Regions from separate parts of the Neogale vison genome. Here region 2 is linked to region 1. A link is a contact called in public Hi-C data. All regions are on one chromosome and are shown on one strand. The core of a region is the stretch at or near the end of the contact, and the rest is flanking DNA. Distances in the headings are between cores, read along the strand shown.

Region 1 (4,128 bases), core at 627-3,126:
ACTACCAAGAACCAGTGCACCCTGGCATGCATTTTCCTTAAAAGCCAGGAGGAAAGCTTGAAAACAGCCAGAGCTGCTCTCACAGAGATGGCCATGTAGTTTCACCGGGATCAAGCCGCAAGAGCCTTATTTGGCCCTCCCTAACAGGAATCACCAAAGCACAGTCACCAGCAAGCGACCAAAGAAGAAAGTGGTTAAGGTTTCTTACCTAAAATTACAACAAGGAAGCCTCCAGCACATAATGAAAGTCATTAAGAAAATTCTGAGAGTAATTGCAGGCGGACTTCTCCCCCAGAAAGGAACCAGCTAATAAGCATTCATTATCTTTGGCACGGTGAAAGTGCCAGAAAGCCTTCCCCAACAGGCCCACATTAACGAATGGCATTTTAGGTCTAACACCAAAGTGCTCTGGAGACCGTGAAAATTCACATTTTGTGCTTTCTCTTTTTTATACACTCTAGCATTCACCATCCCTGGAGATTTTATCACACATTTTCAGTTTTTGTTCCTAAAAGCAGTCAACCTTCGCCCATAGCGTACTGCGCGCCTGGCGATGTCCAGGCTCGTCGCCCGTGCTGTCTCCTGCAATGCTCAAGGAGTCGAGGCAGAAATCTGAAGGCAACGCAACCAGGAAGATGGGAGAGAATCTTTTCTCACGCCAACGGGGCGGGCAGTTTCCGGGAAAGGAGCCCGGCGGCGGCGGGCGCTGAACGAGGACTGGGACTCGGCCGGGGGGCACCGCGGGCAGGCGGGAGGGGTCAGGTGGGATTGGGCGGCACTCGCGAGGCGGAAATGCCGCCCAGGAGCCCCAGACCCGCGCGTGTCAACTCCCCTCCCGCGTTCCGCATCCCCTCCGCCCTCTCGTCCTCCCCCTACATCTGTGGCCAATCCGCCTCCCCAGCCGCGTTCCGGGACCCTACGCGCACAACCCCCCGGAGAAGCGGGGCGGACAACTGAAGGCTCTTCTCTCCCTGGGGGGTGTGTGGGGAAGCGGAGGGTTGAAACACTCGCCATTCCCTGCCACCTCCGCGGCGACAAGCTGCCGCCCCGCACGCACAGCCGCGAAGTGACAGCGCCGGGCATCACACTGGGGAGGGAAGGAGATGGCCTGTGGCGGTGCCACCGGAGTTGGCTGAGACGACCCTACTATCACCGGGAAAAGTGTCCCTCTTCCCCATCACCTCCCGACCTGCGTTAAAGCTCACGAAAGATGCCAGGAGCGTACCTGGCCCTGCAGCAGGCGCCCTCCATCCCTCCCCGCAGGTGCGCCTGGTACATGAGGTCCTAAGGTCTTTTTCAGACACGTTGGCATCGGCTCCCAAAGGGGGCCCCAACAGAACTTGGCCACGGGAGACTTCCAGAGGCGCGGCAGACACGGCAGGAAACCAGCGGCTCTCCCCTCAAGGGAGAGCCTTGAGGCTCTGCAAAGCCTGCCTGGCTCGCCCCTTAAAGCTTAACCCCAGACATGTGCGTGGCAAACCCAAACAACCCAAACGCCACCTGCGAGTTCCCTCTCCTCCCGGCAGGTGAAACCTCCTGGACGTCTCCTGGGAGCTGCCCGTCCGGCCAGCTGTGCCTCTCCATCCCCGAGGCCGCCAAGTTTCCTACAGCCCCCACCTGAATCCCACCCCTGTGGGCTCCGGAGCCGGAGGGCGCGGACAGCTGGGGCCACCGCATCCCGGATCCCGGGAGTCCGCCAGCTCCGGGGCGGCCAGAGGACCTGTGGGACACCGCGGGATCCCCCGGGTGGGGAACTTTGGGGGCTCCGCGCCGCTCCCCTCCTTACCTGGCGCTCTCTGGCCCCGGCTGGGACATCCGCCGGGGGCGCGCCCCTCCGCGCGCTCGCTGCGCACCTGGCCGCCGCAGCCACCGCCACCGCCACCGCCTGGCTCCAGCCCCGGCGGCCGCGCTAGCGCTTCATGGCGCACGGGGGCTGGCTCTGGGCCCCGAGAAGCGTGTCCAGTTGGCGGCGGCTCCTCTGGCTCTAGCCTCTCCCCAGTGGCTCCCCCGCCTTCTCCCGCCCCGCGTCCGTGCGCCCGTCCTCAGCGGCCGCCCTTTTCCCTCCGCACCCCCGGACCGGCCAAACTGGTTTCTCCGCTCTGGGGTGGTGTCTCCAGTCTCTCTCCGCCAGCCGCGGCGGGGCTGGGGCTGGGGGCGGGCCCGGCCGTCCGCCCTCCCTTTGTCCCTCCCGGGGGCGGAGAGGGGCTGGACGGGGAGCCCCTGGGGCGGGTACACCAGGCCCAGATCCTGCCTGGCGCCCTCCGTGCGCGCTGGCGGCAGGTGGGCACCCCGGCCGTCCCCGGAGCGCGTCGCCGGCCTCGCCCGACCCGCGACCTGGCAGCTGCTGTCGCTGTCGGCTTCTCCGGCGCCCCCGCCTCCCTGGGGGCCGCGCTCGCCACCCCGCCCCACCAGCCTCGCGTCATTTTCCCGCCGCCCTCCGCCAGCCTGGCCGCCACCCGGGGTCGGTGACCGCGCCAGCCCGGAAAGCTGGCCGGGCCGCGGCCTGCCTGGGACCTGACCTCCCTCGGTAAGGGGAGCCGTACACTCTCGACGCCAAGTCACGTTCCAGGACCGGTCACCCAGCGCGCGTCGCGGTTCACCGCGCGGAGGGTGGGGAAAGGGACCACACCGAAAGACCTGGAGAAACTTATTCTGGGGTGGCAGCAAGCAGGCCTTCTGCGGGGACCGACCTCCTGCGCCCTTAGGGGGTTGGGGTCTAAGCAGCCGAAATGGCACGCCGTAGCTGGAAATTTGGGACTCCGGGCTGGTGTCTGGGTTTGTGAATCTTGCCTCCTCAACAGTGTGTGTACCGCACACTGGAAACTCGGTTCAGCAGAAGTTTACTGCTCATCCACAATGGAAGAGTCTCTAAAGGGAATGGAGGAAAGTCAAAGATGAATTGAAGAGTTTGCTTCGGGGCGCCTGGGTGGCTCAGTCGTTAAGCCTCTGCCGTGGGTTCAGGTCAAGATCCCAGAGTCTTGGGATCGAGTCCCGCATCAGGAATCCTGCTTCTCCCTCTGCCCCTCGCCCCGATTGTGTACCCTTTCTCACTGTGTCTCTGTCAAATAAATAAAATCGTCAAAAAAAAAAAAAAAGTTTGCCTAAGGTGTAGTAAGGAAAATAGAATTTGCAGATAAATATCTAGTTACCTGCAGATCAGGGTTTCAGGTCCTGGGCCTGAGAGTTCGGACGCCCACCTGGGGGCTTAAGGAAGCCTTTTCTGAGGAGGCCACGCTGCATTTGGGGCTGGGAGAGCCTACACTTTCAGGGATCAGAGTTGGGTGGAGAGGATATTCAAAGAATAGCCCCACTATTCTTCCTCCACATATGTGAAAGATTCCACTGGTATCGTTAAACCCTAAACTGCCCTGAGTTTCTTTTCCATTAGACACTCTTGATTTTTTTATTTTTAAGTAATCTCTATGCCCAACGTGAGGCTTGAATTTACGACCCCAAGATCAAGAGTCACATGCCCCTCTCTGTTCAGCAGCGAGCCTGCTTCCTCCTCTCTCTCTGCCTGTCTCTCTGCCTACTTGAGATCTCTGTCAAATAAATAAATAAAATCTTAAAAAAAAAAAAGTCACATGCCCCACCCACTAAGCCAACCAGGCATCCTGTCACACTTGACTTCTGAGCAAGTGGGCTGGTCAGTCACTTAATCTCTATGGGCCTCAGTTTCCTCATCTGTAGAATGAGACTGGAATGGATGACCTCAAATGGTTCCTTCCATTTTCTGAACCCAACAGCAGAGCAAAGGTACAGAAGCTGGAAAACATAGGGACCAGTGAACAGCAATGGGGAAAACCAGTTGGCTGACATGCAACAGCTGTCCATAGGGCTGGAGGGGCAGGTTAAGGAGTTTGGGCTTCCTTTTGACAGCACTTCCAAACCATTGAAAATGTATGATCACAACTATTGCACGATCTGTGTTGTGTTCTAAGGAAAATAACTAGACTAGTTTGAAAAGTAAGACTGAAGATGAGGGTACCATTTAAGAAGCTAGTAAAGCAACATAATGTGGGCCCGAAGGACTCGCCACTGGAAGGAGGAGGAACTTTCAGGGACAGCATCAGGAGTAATGGCAGGGCGCAGAGTGGCCAGAATCTACAACTGACTGGCAGACAGAAA
Region 2 (3,731 bases), core at 891-3,390, 140 kb before region 1:
TCATAGTGACATTTTGCAAACATTCTCCTAAATGTCAGTTTTGGGGAGCCATAGGAATCACCTCAACAACTGGAAATGAGAGAAAGATTTCCTTCCAAAAATTGAAAAGCAAGACTCAGCTTCCCCAAGTCCCACTAAGTTCATGCTCAGATTTCTTCTTTTTTAAAAAAGATTTTATTTACTTATTTGACAGAGAGAGAGAGAGAAAGCGAGAGCAAGCACAAGCAGAGAAGTGGCAGGCAGAGGGAGAGGGAGAAGCAGGCTCCCCACTGGGTAGACAGCCTTAAACACAGGGGAGGGGACAGGACTGGATCCCAGGACCCTGGGATCATGACCTAAGCTGAAGGCAGACACTTAACCAAGTGAGCCAGCCAGGTGCTCCTACCCAGATTTCTTCTAAATGGACTCCTAAGAGGCCTCTTGGTGAATTTACCACTAGAATCCAGATGTGATCCTGAGCCTTGAGACTCAGAGACTTAACTGATATCCGTACACTACGAACGGACTCATTTCTCGGAGCACACACTCAGTAACTCATGAGTCTGGGATGCTAATTTACTAATGTACTATTACTTCTCAGGATCTAAAATCCTCAAGTGAATTTAGCATATTCTCTCAGCAGGATACGGAAAAAAAGAAGACATATGTTAAAAATGTTCAAATATAAGTTTAGACTTATTCACCCAATACTCTTAAAGCTACACAGCTGTATACATTCCTCGTTTTCTCTTTTCTGAAAATTCTCTCCAAAATCTGGTGCCTGAGATACAATTATTGGCAAGTCAGATATTAACAAGACACTAGTCATTAATAAATGTAGTCATTTTCTCAATGAGAAGAAATACTACCTTTAAGCCCGTTTTAAAAGGTTTCTCCTTGGTTCCATCACCTGTAGCATCATTTCCCTCTCGATCGGAGACATAGAGCTCTGCTGTTTTACAAAAGGAGAATGAGTTATTCATTTGGCCGGTAATTATTAGTCATTTCATACTGTAATGACTTCATGCATTCTTTATCTTTGTAAACAGAACAAGCATCTGATTAGTAAAAATTACCACGGGCCAAAAGAAATTATATCATGATTCTTTCCCACGCCTCTAATTCAGTGACATCTATCCCATAAAAACATACTAGCTACAAATCTGGCTTTTCAAAATGAACTTTGATGATTTTAATTTGTGATACTGCTTCTAGCTCCTTGATGAAGGCTTTGAAGTTGGCCAGCCCAGACTCGAATGTTGGATGTTGTACCTTAAAAGCCAGGGTGACTCCGGGGAATTCACTTAACCCATCTGAGCTTATTTGTCTAGGAAATGAGGGGGAAAAACAATACTCATCTTGAAGGTCTGTAGGGAGGACGTAATGAAGTAACACGTATCAATCAGCTATCCCAGTGAGAGTGCACCGATGTCAAATAAATACCACTTCCTTCTGATCTTTAAAGGAAATGAAGCTCTGAGCTTAACGAATTGCACAAGACCTTACAACTAATTAAGTGTGAACACCAGCATCAACCCTGGTCCCGTTTTTCCTTTTTCTATTGCACCACACGGTCTCCCTGCAAATCTCAATATAAATGAGGATGTGTGAAAGCGAATTAGAATTCAAGAGTCCCTTCCGGACGATCACTTCGAAGAGCTTACATATTTGGGGGGTACTTCGGGCGTCTTATAGTGCCTCGCGGTGGCTAAGTCTCAGCCGAATCACCAGACTGTTTGCAGGGGGGCAGGGCGAGGAGTGGCCGCCATCCCAGTCGCCGGACAGGGTAGGGGTGCCCGAGGGGGCCTCGAGGGGGGACCGGCCCCGCCCAGAGAGTCGCGGCCCAGCCGGGGTCCAGGCTCCTCCCTCCCCCACCCAACCCTCCCCCCACCTCCAATCTTTCCTGTACAAATATCAGTGGACCGCCCACTCGAAGCCAGGCCATCTGCCGCAGCTCGGTTCCTGGCCCACGTAGGGTTCCCGCTCCACTTACACAGTCCGGGACCCCCGAGCTTCACTCACCTAGTACCATCCCGGCGGTCGGCCCGGTCACCTCCAAGGACATCGTCTCCAACACTCTGCCACCTTGTCACCACCCCAACGTGCACCGGCGGCTTCCTCGACTAGGACGTTGCATCAGAACGTCATGCATAGGTCGCCCCAGTGAGTCACCCGAGCGTCGCGGCGCCATTGGTTACAGGAGGATAGGGTAAGTGGGCGGGTGTTGCTGCTGCCGCCATCTTTGAGCCGGGCAGAGGCAACTTCCGGGTCCGCCGCTCGGGTCCGCCGCTCGGTCCCGGCGCGCTCGGGCTCTCCGGGGCCCGGCGACCCCGGACTCCCTGGACGCCTAGACCCACTGGGGGCAGCCGTCTTCTCTGCCTTCGGTCCCCATCTTCCTACTTTTCCTACTGAATTGTCCAGTTTCTCCCCCAGCTGTAGGTGCGCTGGGGCCCTTTTGGAAACTAGAACAATTTCGTTCCTTAGCCCCAAATGTTGGAATGCTTGTGGACTTAATGTCATCATCAAGTGTATTGAGCACCGGCCATGAGGAGGGGTGCGAGCCGGTGTTAGGGGCGTGAAAGTAGTCCTACCTCACGTGCATTGCCTGTTGTGAAATATCAAGGCCATTTAATTTTGCAATCTAAGTGCATGGACATGTAGTACTTCTGTATTTATGATTCGGATTATTGATACTTTTATTTAAAGTTATAAGGATCGCTATTAGGAAGGCTGTAATAATGTTGTGGGAAAAACTAGGGCTTCAAACCCGCTTGGAACTCTGGTTCTGTCTTTTACTTACTGTGCTTTGGGAAGAAGTTCCCAACCTAAGCTAATTTCCCTGTTTGTGAAGGATAGTGTAAATTCACTGCCCAGCACATAATAGATGCTAAATAAAGGGTAGCTAAAATTATCATTCTTTGTTGAGTGAAATACAAGAGTTTATCTTTGAGTGGAAGAAAAACTTATTTGCATTAGGAGAGAAACTAAAAATAACTCCAAACATAAGTTAAGACTCTGGAGAATAGGAACCAAATACTTCTCTTCAGGAGTATTTCATCCAATTTCATGGACTTCCCGTTTTCCCTCTTTGCTAACTTTTTGTGTTTGCCCACACATATAATCGTTATCTGTTGCTGCAAAGCAAATTATCCCAAACTTTGGAGCTTAAGACAATGAACATTGATTACTTCACACAGTTTCTGAAAGTGACGAATCCAGGGGTGGCTTCATTGGGGATTGGGTCTCAGAGTCTCCTGAATCAAGTTGGCCGGGGCCACAGTCTTCTGAAGCTTGGCTAGGTGAGAATCTGCTACCAGGCTCACTCACAGGACTGCTGGCAGAAGGCCTAGGTTCTTTGCGGAATGGGCTCCCCATAGTGCTTCTAATGACAGGACAGCTGACATTTCCAAAAGCAAGTGATCAGAGAGAGAGAAAGCTGTATTAGTTACCTATTGCTGTATAATAAATCACCCCAAACTTCAAACAACATTTGGCTTTTCGCGTTGTCTGTGGACCAGGAACTTGGGCCTCTCAAAAGGCGACAATCCAGGTGTGGGCTGGAACTGCAGGCCTCATATTTTAAGACTCTGAAGTCTCACCTGGGATGCATCCTCTACCACGCTCACTCAGCTGAGTGTTGGGCTCAGTTCTTTGACACGGGGGCCTCGCCATCAGGCAGCGAGCGTCATCAGAGCGGGCAAACAAGACGGAAGCCACAGTCATTTGTAACCTATCCTCAGAAGTGACATCCC

Evidence for each region. Hi-C and Micro-C count contacts between places; a contact is called where the count stands out from the background.
Region 2: a contact with region 1 is called in a Hi-C map of fibroblasts, with 2.8 times the contacts expected there. The contact joins the promoter of NARS1 here to the promoter of ATP8B1 in region 1. A contact is called at or near these places in 2 of 3 Hi-C or Micro-C datasets (fibroblasts and muscle).

What each region holds. Positions count from the first base shown.
Region 1 is chr3:141,129,452-141,133,579 of ASM_NN_V1, reverse strand. It overlaps ATP8B1 (phospholipid-transporting ATPase IC), which reads right to left and starts at 1,876. Exons shown (of 28, transcript XM_044242898.1): 1 at 1,787-1,876.
Region 2 is chr3:141,267,878-141,271,608 of ASM_NN_V1, reverse strand. It overlaps NARS1 (asparagine--tRNA ligase, cytoplasmic), which reads right to left and starts at 2,140. Exons shown (of 15, transcript XM_044242900.1): 1 at 2,002-2,140; 2 at 849-928. The coding sequence starts at 2,044.